2 separate regions of the Sus scrofa genome follow, and region 1 is linked to region 2. The links are chromatin contacts, called in public HiChIP or PLAC-seq maps. All regions are on one chromosome and are shown on one strand. The core of a region is the stretch at or near the end of the contact, and the rest is flanking DNA. Distances in the headings are between cores, read along the strand shown. Region 1 holds the start of SAMD4A (protein Smaug homolog 1). Region 2 holds the start of GMFB (glia maturation factor, beta).

What was found. HiChIP or PLAC-seq counts read pairs in DNA pulled down with a chosen protein or histone mark.
Region 1: a contact with region 2 is called in an H3K27ac HiChIP or PLAC-seq map of alveolar macrophages. The contact joins the promoter of SAMD4A here to the promoter of GMFB in region 2. A contact is called at or near these places in 5 of 47 Hi-C or Micro-C datasets (heart right ventricle, liver, mesenchymal stem cells and 1 more) and 2 of 2 datasets of contacts at active chromatin or transcription factors (alveolar macrophages and skeletal muscle).

The regions. Positions count from the first base shown.
Region 1 is chr1:183,913,107-183,916,658 of Sscrofa11.1, forward strand. SAMD4A (protein Smaug homolog 1) reads left to right here and starts at 2,231. Exons shown (of 13, transcript XM_021102232.1): 1 at 2,231-2,594.
Region 2 is chr1:183,861,794-183,865,195 of Sscrofa11.1, forward strand. It overlaps GMFB (glia maturation factor, beta), which reads right to left and starts at 1,541. Exons shown (of 7, transcript NM_001244461.1): 1 at 1,462-1,541. The coding sequence starts at 1,464. CGRRF1 (cell growth regulator with RING finger domain protein 1) reads left to right here and starts at 1,666. Exons shown (of 11, transcript XR_002346942.1): 1 at 1,666-1,836.

The DNA of each region.
Region 1 (3,552 bases), core at 981-3,480, 52 kb after region 2:
AGTTGCCCTAAAATTCCTCTTCCAAGTGATATCGATATTTAGTCATTGTTAGACTGTTAGCTGTGTACAGGTTCATATAGGAAAAATTCCCCATTTAATAGAAAAATATACATTTAGCTGATAGTATTAGTTTCCTTCCTTCAGTCCTGACCACTCTGTAAGGGACAGTGAAGCAGTAACATTGGGTTTTATCGCTACTCCCCATCCCGTCAGGGAAAAGGCCCAGAGGCAAGGGATAACACAAGTATGGCGAACCCACCAAAAACAAAGCAGGCTGGCAACTCATGTCATGCTCCTCTTTTTTTTTTTTTTTAAACTAGCTCAAAATTTAGCTAAGTCAAGATCCTTTCTTGCTGCTGTCAGCAGTACACTTTTCCAGTAGGTGGCAGTATTTTCTTTCTTCCCTTTAAGTAGAACTCTTAATTTGCCTCAAGGTTTTGTTTTTGTTTTTTAGTTTTACTGTTCACTTGGTTACCTGAAGGAGACAAAAAATAAGTTAACGAAACTGATTTTTTTCCACTTTCTTAAAAAAAAAATCACTCTTGGTGGCTTCCAAAAGCCCCAGGTGGAGAACTGCTTTGGCTGCGGTTGATATCAAGGTATGTATGGAGATCTGACATTCTCTAAAACTTCTCCCCATTTCCTGATAAAAGTTATTAATAGGGACTAGCTAGTGAGGGTGATGTCTTGGAAAAAATATGTCATACTTCTCTGCCTCTGTAAAACAAAATTAAAATATTGACTCTAGAATTCTTGCTTTTAGGGCACAATATTCATTGAATTATGAAGATACCTTTACTGGCTGGTTAATAATTAGCCAAAGAAAATTATTCACACACCCTATCTTAATGGTGACACCTAAATTTTTGCAACTCCACAATTCCTTTCAATACCCCCGACAGATGGTTAGGCACTGTTACATGTCTGACAGGAACTAAACGGTGCAAAAACTAGGTTTGAGGAAGGAAGGAAGGATTGAAAATCTAGGGACATATGCTGGAGTTAAAGAAGGAAGTGTTAATCAGTAGAATATCTCAGATACTTTATCTTAAAAAAAAATCCGTATTAGCAAAAAGGAATGGATATATATGTATATAAATACATATAAATGTATATGTGTGATTTACTTTGCTCTATGCCTGAAATTAACAACTTTTAAGTCAAGTATACTCCAATAATTAAAAAAAAAATACTATATTAACAAGAGCAGGGAGGGCCAGGTTTGAGGCATGCGTTTCACTAATTTCTCAGTACTCATAAACAAAACCTCAAGGTGCTGGAGAAATGCTCGAAAATACGGATAGCAAGGATTTGGTTATCAAGTCTACCTGTGAATAATCAATTAAAGTTAGAAGACAAAGCGATTTTCAGGTGTTAGTGTATTTTTGACCCATCCTCTATTACCGGAGGGCGCTTTCCCAGCTCTCTCTGTGCCGTCTGGCTTCGGCTCCGCAGCCCCATCCCCATCCCCCTCCTTTTCTGCGCGGCCAGGACCTAAGAAGCCCCTGCCGGGCCTCGGCCTCGCGCACTCAGCAGGTCCAGGTAAAGGCTGCCCAGCCCGGTGACTCAGACGCGCTGACAGGTGGCCTCGTCTGCCTCCTTGCCGCCCGGGGAGGCGCTCGTCTCCGCTCAAGGTCCGCAGCTGCAGCCCGCGCGCCAGACGTAGCTCGCCGGCTGGCCCCAGAAGTCTGGCGGCTTCCCCAGGGGAGAGCGGCGCAGGAGCAAAGGGCATCCAAGGCCCGACCCAGGAGAGGGGTGAGCTTCCCGGCACTTTTCGCGCTCCTGGGACACGGGCCGCACGGAGCCCGGTGCCTAGGCACGTCCAGCGTTGCATACCGCCCCTCCGCCTCCTCCGCTCTTCGGGTCCGCGAACCCCGGAACCCTTCCACGCCCCTAGCGCTGGTGACCCCAGGACCCTGCCACTCCCGGGCCCCAGTAAGGGCAAGGGGTCACCCGAGTCGGCGAACCACATTCCCAAGGACGAGCAGCCTGTGGCAGCACCGACTCCGCTGCAGCGCCCTCCAAGTCCCCTTCCGCCTGCTCTCCAGCTGCTCCAGCGCCCCAACCCCTCCAGAACTCGCGGGCGGTCGAGGGGAGGAATTCACTTGGACCCCTCCCCTTCTCCAAACTTCTTCCCTCCCCCCGCTGTTCCTCCAACCCTACCCCACTGCGCCATCCGGCTCCTCCCTCTTCGATCCCCTCCCCTTTTCTGGTCCCCGCTAAGGAATCCGCCCCCCACCCTCGCCGCCGGCCGGGTCCGGGGATCCTCCCCCGACTCCCCCAGTGTGCAGCCGCCGCCGCCCGGGTTCCTCTCCCCCCGCTCGGGCGCTCCCTGCCAAGCCCATGATGTAATGGTGTATGTTAATCAGTAGCATGTGGGGAGCTCCGGCTCCGGCGGCTCAGTCCTCCGCCAGCCGACACTGGAGACAGCAGGAGCGGCGGCTGGGACCCGCAGCGCTGCGCTCTCTCAGCGCCGCCCGCTCCGACGGCATGGCCCGCAGCCCGCGCTTCGGGCGTCCCCAACCTCGCTGAGAGTTGCCGCGGTCCCGGACCCGCGCTTGGGGCCCCGAGCCGCCGAGATGAACCGCTCCGAGGTGAGCGCCCTCTCTCATTTGCCCCAGGGAGGGGACCCGCGGGGCCCTAGGTCCTTTTCCCGGGGGACGTGCCCCCTCCGCTCGGGAAGTTCTGGGAGCGGGGAAACCGGATGCTGGGAGTGAGCCGCCCCTCAAGGGTTGGCTGAGTTGCTAGTCCCTCTTCGCCGCCGCCGCCGCCGCCACCCCCGGCGGCCACCCGGACTGGTTTAGGACTGGGGGAGCCCTCGAAACCGAACTTTTCTTCTTGTCAGTCGTTTGGGGGCGTGTGCCAGCGTCGTGGAGCCGCAGTCCCTGCCGAGCCACCCTGCCCACCAGGGGAGGCAGTGCTGTGGGCTCCGGCAGACCCGCGCTCGGCATGCGCTCGTGTCTGTGCCGCCTTCGGCCTGGGACGCGCGGGCGAGGCATTGGGCCGGACAGACCCGCCCGTAGGCGGCGGCAGCGGGGGCAGGATGCCTACAGCACACACACACGTACATACTCACATACACACAGACGCACACGCACGCACTCATTTGATCGTTCAGGGCGAAGTAGGCCCTCGGAGACATCCCGGGTGGGCTGGAGCGGCACGGCGCGGGGGAGCCGGGGCTCCGGCTGAGCCTCCGCCCGCTGGGCTCGGAGCTTTGGGTGGGGAGAGTTTATTTTTGTCTTGAGCTGCTGCCGCGGCCGCTCACGGCCTAAATCCAGAGGGGCGCCTGGCGGTGGAGATGCTGGCTGTTGCTGTAGATGGAGCTGCAGCCGTTCGGCTGCTTCTCCGGGAGGAGGAGGAGGTGGTGGCGAAGGGGAGGGGGGGAGGGGGAATAAGAGGAGGAGGAGGAGGAGGAGGAGGAAGGAACTCTGGCTGCTGCTGCTTCAGCCTCTGCTTTGCATTAGCTCCCACCCCCACCCCCGCGCCCCTTCGCAGCCGCATTGCAAGTTTTCTGCTCGAGGAAGATCTGTTGCTGGTGCGGGCTTTCGC
Region 2 (3,402 bases), core at 291-2,790:
AGCCAGGATTCAACCCAGACAGCCTGACTTTAGCCCCCTCTCTTAACCACTACAAAGGAGCTGGGACAGACTGGGTGGCGTGGATTAGTACAAATGTGACTCCTAGGCTTCTTGCTTGTGTAGTAGACTTAAATGGTGCTACCTTTCACTAAGTTAAGGAACACTGAGGAAGACCAAGTTTGAGGGGAAAAAGGAGTTCTATTTTGGACACTAAGCAGGCTCTAAGGCACTCAAGTGGGGAAAGCTTTCTTTCCAGGGGATGCTAACTAAAGAGCAGGATAGGTAGGGCTGATCTCAGAAGCAACATTTGCAATACAAATTCACAAGTCATCTACACATAGGTAGGTAGTAACTGAAACTAATGAATGTAGAAAGGAGAGAAAGAATACAGAATGGAAAATGAAGCATTAGGATAGAGCTCAGGACTCCTTGTGATGTACAGGGAAGGAGAGCTGCATGGGACACAGACAGACCAACAAGAGAAGAAAAATGAGTTTTGTATTCTAGAAGCCAAGGGGGAAGCACAAAGGAAGAGAATGTTTCAAAGAGGAGAGCATGATCAACACTGAGAATACAGATAAGGAAAGATGAGAATTGAAGAGAGTCCCTTGGATTTAGTGACCATGAAATATATTCGATGAAGGTGGGTTGAAAAATGAATGGGGAGTTAGAGAAAAGGACAGCAGGAATTTTGTGTTTTATTTCTAATTACAGAAATGAGAAGCATATTCTTAAATCCCATGAGAAAGATTCAGGAGACCCCGGCTTGGGCAATCAGTGAAATCATCCACTTTATTTTTGCGCGTGGGGTCGAAACCACACAAGAAAGGAAGCGAGAGCCCCCAGACACAAAAAACGAAAGCTTTTGACAGTCACTTTAAAATCAAGCGTCAAAGCGCTGGGTCGAAAGGTTTCCAACTGCCATAACTCGAAGAAAGCAAGGATAAGGAAAAATCATTAGAAGCACGTCAGGAAGCTTAACGCGATGCCGAAAGAACGGAATCAAAATTCGAGCCTTCCCCGCAAAGGCGGCCAGGCGGAAGGTACTCGGCGCCTGCCGGTCCCTCGGGCCTGCAGAGAAGCAGGTGTTTGGGGGAGTTCCTCCGAAGGACCAGACCCCCGGCCCCTCTGACCCTTCAGCGCAAAAGCTAGAAGCCGCCCCCACCTCCCCATCCAGAAGGACGCGGTGAGCATGACCCACCCCTACTGGCCGCACCCCAGTCCCCGAGCCTGCTGGGCGAGTCGACTCCGGGCCCGGCAGGAGGATGCTGCCCTTGGCAAAGGCGGCAGCGGCGGCGGGCGGGGGCCAACTCGCAGCAAGAGAGAAACTACCAGCAGCCAGGCCGGAAGCGGCCGCCGACCCACCCGGGGCGCTGCCCGCCGATACCGGCTTCGGCAAACAGGAAAGCCCGGCGGGCTGGCCCAGCCCTCCGGCCCCCGCCCTCCCCGGCAGCAACTCACCATTTTCCTTCCGGCCGTCAGCAGCCTTTCGCCTCCCCTTGGGCCCCTTTAAGAATGGCACGGCTGCCGCCTCCGTTCCTGCACGGCGCCTGGCAGAGCCGCCCCCACCAGCTACGCGGCAGCTGCAGGGCAGCACGTGACCGCCAACGGTGGCCGGCGCGGCTCAAACTTCGCAGGAACGCGAGTGCCCCCGCCCCTTCCATTTCTCCCGCGCTGTTTCTTGAACCCTCCAGTGGACGCTATCGGATTCGGAGTGGAGGACTTCCAGTGCCAAAATGTATCCTCAAAATTCGAGCCAGTTTTTGCTTCCTTTCAACCCTCCTCAATCTCTGAGAGAAATTTCATGGTGACATGATTGAGTCAACGATTTCAATGGTAAATGTGTGTGTTTGACCCCAACCTACCTTTCAAATTCCACCTCCCTCAAACCTAGGTACACCTGCCTTTCCTCTCACCCTCTCCGGAACCCTTGCCCCTACTCTGACCACCTTGCGGGACTTGGTAAATACATTTCTTTCTTGATGGTGTTTATTTATTCAAGTCTGATTGCGTGATGATTCATGTCTAGATGAGTGTTCTCATGAGCCATTGCCTAATCGCGCATTAAGAAGTTTCTGTAGGGGCAAGTTTACTTTTGAACCCGGTGGTTTGGAAGAAGTAAGGTTTGAACTCAGAATTCGTACACGTGTCTTCAATGAAAGAAGCTAACTGGGGCAGGAGCTCACGGAGTTTACAGCTTATCCTCAGCTGGTGCATGGTCCATAGTTGATGCTTGCTTCTTATTTACTGAATGACGAAAGAAGCAGAGAAAAAAGAAAATTCCAGAACATGCGCCCACTGCCATCCTTCTTCATTAGTATTAGACTGGATTATTAGAATATTTAAAGTTTATATTTAATGTTAAATTTAATGAATTGTTAGCATATTAATAAATACCATTAAGTCAGAGTTAAAATATATAACTTAGGAGTTCCCGTCGTGGCACAGTGGTTAACGAATCCGACTAGGAACCATGAGGTTGAGGGTTCGATCCCTGCCCTTGCTCAGTGGGTTAATGATCCGGCGTTGCCCTGAGCTGTGGTGTAGGTTGCAGACGCGGCTCGGATCCCGCGTTGCTGTGGCTCTGGCGTAGGCCGGTGGCTACAGCTCCGATTGGACCCCTAGCCTGGGAACCTCCATATGCCGCGGGAGCGGCCCAAAGAAATAGCAAAAAGACAAAAAAAAAAAAAATATATATATATATATAACTTAATTTGATCCAATACCTACGTTTTCTCATAAATTAGAAAACTAGAAAGTTTAACTAGTAAGAAATTCCACAGCTCAGCTACATTCTCTTAGTGACCTGCCCCCATAATACTTTTTACTATGATAAGAGAACTGGTAAATTTGACACCTAGTACCATGTAAGAAATGATGGGAGAGAAAATGATTGTTATTAGTCCATGAACAATTATATTAGAGTTTAGCATAGATTCTTCCCCACCCCCATCTTTTCCCGTCTCCTCTCTCCATCTATGAGAGGAATTAGAGGAAAAGGTGAAAAAATTAATGTTTAGCTACATGACATTTCACCTGATAAATAGTAAATCCATTGTTTTCCCCTTTCATGTTGTTCTTTTAATGTTTTCCCAATGTTATTGGCTATGAAATGGGCAAAGTCTCATGTAGACCCAAGAGAGGCTGGACAGAGGCTGGATGTAGTGACAAGAAAAGGACAATGATGAAAATGTGATTTATTTTACTATGTGGGAAAATGAATATAGACTATGAACAGAAATATTACTTGAACTCAGACTGTAGAATATTCTTGCCACCAGAAAAAAAAAATTATACCTATTTTAAATGTTTGGGAATGCTGTTCTGGCTTGGGTTATTCTGAGGGGGAAAAAGTTCCAGAATATTTTCCAGCACTTTTCTGCTTGGGTAACCCTATACAAA